Linked DNA regions of Zea mays: region 1 is linked to region 2. Evidence: chromatin contacts called from public Hi-C data. All regions are on one chromosome and are shown on one strand. Each heading gives the region's core, a stretch centred on a gene start, on an enhancer-like site or on the middle of the called end of the contact. The rest is flanking DNA. Distances are from core to core; before and after follow the strand shown. Region 1 holds the start of LOC103635470. Region 2 holds the start of LOC100279719.

Evidence for each region. A called contact is a pair of places that touch in the nucleus more often than the background predicts.
Region 1: a contact with region 2 is called in a Hi-C map of ear, with 2.0 times the contacts expected there. The contact joins the promoter of LOC103635470 here to the promoter of LOC100279719 in region 2. A contact is called at or near these places in 2 of 25 Hi-C or Micro-C datasets (ear and tassel).

Annotation. Positions count from the first base shown.
Region 1 is chr8:83,508,544-83,512,680 of Zm-B73-REFERENCE-NAM-5.0, forward strand. LOC103635470 reads left to right here and starts at 1,547. Exons shown (of 1, transcript XM_008657914.4): 1 at 1,547-2,943. The coding sequence starts at 2,118. The coding sequence ends at 2,804.
Region 2 is chr8:82,819,411-82,823,234 of Zm-B73-REFERENCE-NAM-5.0, forward strand. It overlaps LOC100279719, which reads right to left and starts at 2,470. Exons shown (of 2, transcript NM_001360991.1): 1 at 1-2,470. The coding sequence starts at 2,448.

The DNA.
Region 1 (4,137 bases), core at 297-2,796, 690 kb after region 2:
TGTAATTCTTTAGCACCCATATGTGGTTTGTTCGAAAGCATATAGGAAGTGCTAAGGATGCAACCCAATTACTTGTTGGTGTCATGGTATTTCTTTGACCGCTTGAGGTACAGCTATGGTGATAAACCATAGGTGTAACTTGCATCAAAATGTACTTATTAAAGTCGCACTTGAATTAACATTTACAACTCAACGGATAATGGTCATAAGCTTACAATGATAGTAGTTGATTCATGTGTTTCTATTCTAGCATGAATTCTCTGTGGATAGTCACCACCTTTTACAGTATCCTCTATACCAAAGGGGCGCACTTGATTCAATGCCTAACTCGAATTCATTGTTTATTGCATATAGCCTCATAACAAGTCTAAATTTCTTCATATCCTTATACAAGCTTCCCATCTTCATTATAGGATTTGTTCTGTCACATAGTAAAACCCTCTCATCTGGTAGGCGGTCTTCATAGGGCAATGCAGCTACACCATCAACACATGCATTACCATAAACACTAGAGGACCTTCCCATACTTGCTTCTTGCCCTTCTCTAGCTTCCCTTTCATCCTCCTCCCTAAATTTTAATCTAGCATACATCCCTTCTTCTAAAGGAACTTCTTGTCGACCTTTTTCATCCCATCTAGGCTCAATTTTATCGTATCCCAATCTATTTGAAACTCCTAAAAAACAAAAAAAAAATTGCCATTACATAAAAACAGAAGGATTTACACTACCATTACACTAAGACAACACTTTATTACCTCGATGGAGATGACTAGATTTGAATCTGGGGACGATGTCGGACACACGGACAAAGGATCGTTCAAGGTATCATGGAGCACCTTCGCTAGAGCCGAACCCTCGAGCAGAAGAGGGGGTGTCGCCCTTAGAGGTGAGTCGGACATGGAGGTCCGGTACAGGTGGGACAACGACGATGACGCTACCGAGGAGGTCTGTCAATAGACTGGGGACGACGACGCTGTCGAGAACGATGGCAGTCGCTGGGGAGTAGAAGTTGAAGACAAGGGGTTAGCTAGGAAAAGGGTCTCGTCGCCGGTGAACTGGTGGTGGCGGCGCTTGGGATCTAGTGGGGGAAGAGGCCCGGTCGGGTACCGAAGTGGGAGCAAACGAACACAGATCAACAACAGGGGCTAATGGAAAAGCGAATACCTTAATCATATCAAACACCGTCCGACTGAGAGCAACACCATCGTTATGCCAAAGCGAAGGGAAACACGACTTCGTAGTCCTATTTTGCCGGGATGGCGTTCAGAGTATCAGACTAGCGAACGACGATGTTGGTGTTATTATAATGCCAAAGAACCCTGTTGAAGTTGTATTGCTAGCTTTGCTAGCTTTACTTTACGTCTGTTGTTTTACTTGATTTAGATTTATTTTTAAAATATAATTGGTAGCGCTCTTGTCTGATTTATTGCGGGGAAATAGAATATGAACTATCGATTTCCAAAGCCGTGGTTGTATTGCACTCGTCAACTGCGTGAACGAACCATTACATACAAAGTACGACAGGGAACACATTCAATGTTCTGTTTACTTTGGGTGATCAAGTTGACAAAACAGAGAGACAATATCTCAGTTGCATTTGTTCTATATGCTGACACCAGCAAGGCGCGGTTTGTGTCTCTCGCTCTCGTCACCCACAAGACAACCTCTTTTGATTATGTCCACTAATGCTACCGTGTCACATGCTCGTTGGTCTACGCCAAAAGTCAGCTATGGAGAGGGAGGAGAGAGAGAGCAGATAAAGGCCGGCGGTGGAGGTGACAGAGATCATTCAGAGACGAGCAGCAAGTGGACAGCCACTGCTGGTGCTACATACGGCTTCTTCTCCCTGTCTCTGCACTCACTGCAAACCGCTGATCCTGGGTATATAAAATTCACCTTCTCAGCCTTTTGTACAGATCAACTGATCAACAGAATCATCCGGCTCCGAGTGGCGAGCTCCACCAAACGGCCTCCTCATTCTCAACTCTGAAGCGGCACCTACCTCTTCACTGCAGTGCTTCCCTCCTTTTCTTGCAGTCCCTCCTCTCCTCTCCTCCTCCCTCCCTCTCCCTCTGTCTCTGGGCTAGCAGAGCAGAGTGCCAGTGAGTGCGCAGTGCATGTTCGCCATGTCAAGCGCCGGCTGCAAGGCGGAGCCTGGATTGTTGGCGAAGCAGGGGAGCAAGCTCCACGCCAAGATGCTCTCCAAGGAGGCGGCGGCGCAGCTCGCCGTGCCGTCGTTCCGGGTGTACTACTCCATGGCGTCGGCCGGCGCGGTGCCGTTCCTGTGGGAGTCGCAGCCGGGCACGCCCAAGAACGACTCGCCCTCCGCGGCCGTGCTTCCGCCGCTCACCCCGCCGCCGTCCTACTATGCCGCAGGCAGGGGAAGCGCCGGCGGCCGCTCCAGGAACCGTCGGCATGGCGGCCTCCTTGGCGTCGTGCTCCCCCGCATCACCCTCCTCCGGAGGCCCGGCGGCAGCCAGGCGACGCCGCCGTGCTCCTCCTCCTCCTCCTCCTGGTCTTCCTCGAGTTCCAACACGTCGTCCACCATGTCGCCCGTGTTCACCGTACAGTCGTCGCCCGCCGTGCACGTGGGGGCTTCCTGCCGCCACCACAGGCCTGCGTTCTCGGCCGGCGGCGCCGACGACGTCGCGGAGGCCACGCCGCGGTGCTTCTGGACCGAGCGTGAGTGCTGCGAGAGGCGGGTGGTCAGGGGGTGTGGCGTCGCGGTGGCCGTCAGGAACGCGCTTGCCACGGTCGTCGGCGGCAAGACCAGCAGGCGAGCTGCCACCAGCGCCGCAGTATAGAATAGAGAGGCTTTGTTTCATATTAATATGGCTAAAGCCCAGGGTGTGGTTTGCATATTGCGGCATCATGTGTACTGTAATCTATGTGCTTTGTGCTAAATCTTGACGTGCAATGCCAAAAAATTAATCGTGCATGATATATGAAACATATATATATATATATATATATATATATATATATATATATATATATATATATATATATATATATATATATATATATATATATATATATATATCAGTATATTGGGGGTCACAACAAGAAAAAGAAAGGTGAAATTCTGAAGAAATTAGATGCCTTGGATAAACAAGCAGAACACACGCCTTTATTACCACATGAAATCGACTTAAAAACAAGTCTCACCATGTCTTTGGCAAATTGGCTCATAGAAGAAGAGATTAAGTGGTACCAAAGGTCTAAGGCGAGAGATTTATTACAAGGAGACGCCAATACCTAGTACTTTCATCTTGTAACAAATGGGAGACATAGGAAAACACAAATTTTTCAGTTGCAGGATGGGGAGACAATTATCTGAAGTGAAACTAAATTGAGGGAGCATATTACATCTTATTATAAATTTCTTTTCGGCCCTCTGGAGGACTCGATTGTATAGTTGGATTGGACTCACCGAGAAGACATATCGCAAGTCAGATCCCTGGAAAACCAAGTCTTAACATAAGAGTTCTCGGAGGAAGAAGTTAAAAACGCGATCTGGCAGATGACTCATAATAGGGCCTAGGTCCTGATAGGTTCCTAGCCGAGTTTTACTAGGTATTTTGGGAGGTCTTAAAAAGATTTAATGGCGATGTTCGCTGACTTTCACAATGGTGAATTACGACTTTTTAGCCTCAATTTTGGAATAATTATTTTGTTACCAAAAGGTAAGGAGGCTATGCAAATACAACAGTTCAGGTCAATCTGTCTGTTGAACATTAGTTTCAAATTTTTTACGAAGGTTCTGACAAACAGGCTTACCTCAGTTGCTGAAAAGGTGATAAGCCCGTCGCAGACTGCTTTTTTACTAGGGAGGAATATCATGGAGGGGGTAGTTGTTTTGCACGAAACCTTACATGAGATGTATCTGAAGAAACTAGATGGGGTGATTTTTAAGATAGATTTCGAGAAAACATATGACAAAGTAAAATGGTCTTTTCTGAGACAAGCCTTACAAATGAAAGGGTTTAGTGAAAAGTGGTGTAATTGGATAGATGTGTTAACACAGAAAGGCCAAGTAGGCATTAAGGTGAATGATCACACTAGAAATAACTTCTAGACTTTTAAAGGGATGAGACAAGGTAATCCTTTATCACAGATCTTATTCAACATAGTTGC
Region 2 (3,824 bases), core at 1,220-3,719:
GTCTGAGGAAAAACTGTTAGTTGCTTTGACTAGCCCAGCGTACGTAAACTTCTTCAAATCCATGCTGGATGGATGGTCTACTTGCTGAACCTTCTTTCTCTTCTTTAAAAGGACGACCGCAAAGCATAATAGCAAGACTAAAGAAAGAGCTGTAAATCCTACTAACTTCAGAACATAGGAGGAGGTGTGCCTATGCCGTTTAGATGTAGTATCTGTAGTGCAAAGTGGTAGCTGTAGCAAGTGGGTACTGGAACATAGGTCCTTGTTCCCTTGAACAAACACATCCCGTGCATCCTGAAATATCCCACCTGTTGGAACTGGTCCCTCGAGGTCGTTGAAGGACAGGTTGAGAAGCTTCATGGAGCTAAATGTTTCAAAGAACTCCGGGATTTCACCAGACAAGTTGTTCCGAGACATGTCCATCTCAACGAGGCCTCGTAATCCTTGGAGCGATTGTGGGATCCTACCATCAAGTAGGTTCCCCTCCATGTGGAGGGACTCGAGATGCACACACTGACCTAGAGTGGACGGTATTCGTCCGGCCAGCATGTTGTTAGAAATATTTAGTAGGCCAAGGTTGACGAAGCTGCCGATCTCTAGTGGTATCTCTCCTGAGAGTTGGTTGTGCGACAAGTCCAGTTCGTTAGAGAGGGAAGAAAGAGTAAACAGCTCCTCCGGTATGCCACCGCCAAAGCTGTTACAAGAGAGGTTCAGCTTGTCTAAGTTCTTGCAGCGTCCTAAAGCACCTGGTATCGGGCCACTCAAGTGGTTTTCTTGCAAGTAGAGCTCGCTAAGCTGGCTTAGGTTACCGAGAGAGGCTGGAATCTGCCCTGAGAGTTTGTTCTGCGCTAAGTTTAACGCGAACATGTTCGGAAGATGCCCTAGGGAGTAGGGAATACTTCCAGCAAGGAGGTTCCTGTCCAGATAAAGAAGCTTGAGGTTTTTTAGGCGTCCTATCTCATTGGGGATGGTGCCAGATATTCCATTCGCACTTAAAAACAACACCTCCAGTCCACTGGGCAGGTCCCCTATGGATTTCGGCAAGACTCCTCCGAGAGTGTTTCTGTCCAGGTACAGAGTCACCAGCTGCGTGCAATTTGTCAAGGATGTCAAGAACGACCAGTCCCGGCCAGCTTCGAGCTGGTTCTTCGTTAGATCCAGCTCGACTAAGTTGGGCAAGGCTCCGAACAAAGGGACAGTACCAGTAAGTGCGTTGTCCCAGAGATTAATGATCTGGAGATTGGTGGCCTTGGTCAGCGAAACAGGGATTTGGCCAGTGAACTTGTTTCGAGCCATGATCAGGTTCACGATTCTCGGAAGGCTATACCCAACGTTAGCTGGGATTTCCCCGGTGAGATTGTTCATGCCCATGCCGAGGTGTGTGAGCGCTGACATGTTGTAGATGGAGGCCGGAACAGTCCCCGACAAAGCATTGTTAGTCATGTCCAGCACTTGCAGGTTCACGAGTGCACCCAGGCTCGTCGGGATGCTACCATGAAAACCGTTACCCCCAAGCGTGAGCCAGAGGAGAGAAGTGAGGTTCCCTAGAGTGGAAGGCAAGGGCCCTGTTAGATCGTTCGAGTCCAGTATCAGATACTGCAAGGGCGGCGGCGGCGAGTCAACGACGGTGTTTGAGACAGCAGGTATGGGCCCAGCAAAGCTGTTCCCTGCAAGCACTAGCATCTCAAGCGACGTGCTGTTAAACAGCGACTGGGGAATGAGTCCGCTGAGACGGTTGTTTCTTAGCCCCAGTCGTTGGAGCGACGAACTGTTAGCTAGTAGCGACGGGATGGGTCCAGTGAGGCTGTTGTTGTTGAGAACAACGGAGACAAGGGAGGAGCTGCTTCCAAGTGAAGCTGGAATGCTGCCCGTCAGATGGTTACCTGAAAGGCGTAAATCCGAGAGGTTGCCGAGGAGGCTCCCCAGACCTTCGGGGATGCTTCCGCTGAGGGAATTCCTCGAAAGATCGATGGCCTGCAAGGCAAGGCACGATGAGACAGTCTCCGGGATCTCGCCGCTGATAAAATTGTTGGAGCTGAGGTTAATGTACCGCAGCCGGTTTAACTGGCCAAGCTCAGCCGGGATCTGACCCTGCAGCTGGTTGTTTGGCATGTGGATCCTTGTGAGGAACGTGAGGTTGCCGATGCAAGGAGGTATTTGGCCATGGAGGTCGAGTGACTCAAGGTCCAGTGCAACAACACGGGACGAGTGTCTCTTGCTGCATGTCACGCCGGACCAACTGCAGAACTGCGTGGAATCATTCTTCCATGAAGGTAGTGTCCCCGTAGGGTCTGATGAGGCTGAGAGGTGGTGCTTGAGGCAGAGCAGCGCTTCCATGTCGTCGTTAGGTGTAGTAGCTAGTAGCGCCGAAAGAGAAGCCAAGAGGATGATCAACGGCAGCGAGAAGCCGAGAGTGCCTACAGGGGCCATATATGTTGTCTGAGACATTGTTACTAGTATTTTGCAGTGGTCGTGTGTGTGTGTGTGTTTCTTTGGTGGTGGATATGCTCCATTTATAGAAGGCAGCCAGATTGCTGTAAACAACTGTGTGGCCAGCTTGCTGTAAACAATTGTGTGGAACGGGTCAGCCCTTTAGACTATAGATGTCCAAACAGTGCGGGCCGCCCGTTTGACCCGTGGCACGGCACGAATTTAGCCTGGTCCAAACACGGCCTGACACGGTCGGTTACGGGCCCGGGCCGGCACGGCCCGTTTAGCGGGCCGGGTATGGGCACATACGGCGGCCCGCGTGCTTTGGCCCGGCCCGGCCCGATAAATGAGTCGGCACGACGGCGGCCCGCATATTTATGTAAATACTAAATATGTAAATACATTTAATTCTCTCATAGTATGTAAATACTAAATACGCGGCCAAACATATATAAAATGCATACATAAATATAAAATGCATACATAAATATTTTGTTGTCTTAATATATATAAATAATATGTTATTATATATGATTAATTCCGTGAAATATATGTATTTATATACCGTTCTACTGTTGGTTCGGGCCAGTGCCCGGCCCGGTCCGTTGAGGCCCACCGGGCCAACGAGCCGGCCCGGCACGATTTTTCCCTGTGCGTGCCGGGTTTGGGCATGTCCCTAGGCACGTGGGCCAGCCCGAGCCGGCCCGAAGCATCAACGGGCCGTGCCTGGCCCGGCCCTATTCGTACCGGGCCGAAACGGGTTCGGGCCGGGTCCGTACCGGGTGGCCCGTTTGGACATCTATACTTTAGACTGCCAACTTCTAATTTATTGATGGCCGGTACAAGATTAAGACAATTGATGGCCTATACAGACTCCTAACACAAAGAGACAAACCTCATATTGTTCGTAATAATATTCCTTTGTTATCCCCTCAGCCACAACTAACACAAGTTGAATCCTAAGCTTATGAAAACTTACCGTTGACCGTGAGTACAAATAATTTTAATGTCCAAAAGTCCGTTAGCATAAAAATGATTATCTAACACTACTCCTAGTTCTAAAAGAGGCATACGCGGATGGTCACCAAAAACACTGTTTTGCACTATATACAACACTCTTTGTATATTAGAGTTTGAATATGAGGATGAGATGGCTAAGTTGGTGACAAGCCAATTGGAGGAGATCCATGAGGGAGAAAATATCTTGTTTTATAAATTGAATAGTAAGTGATTTCCTCCCACGTGGATTTCCTCCAACTTCCTTGTCACCAAACGAGTGGAAGAAAATCCCTTGCTATTTAGGGTTTGTTTGGGAGGCAGGAGAATGGAGCGACTAAAATTTCCTTGCTATTTAATTTTAAACATGAGAGGATTTTAGCCTTCTAATTCCCTAC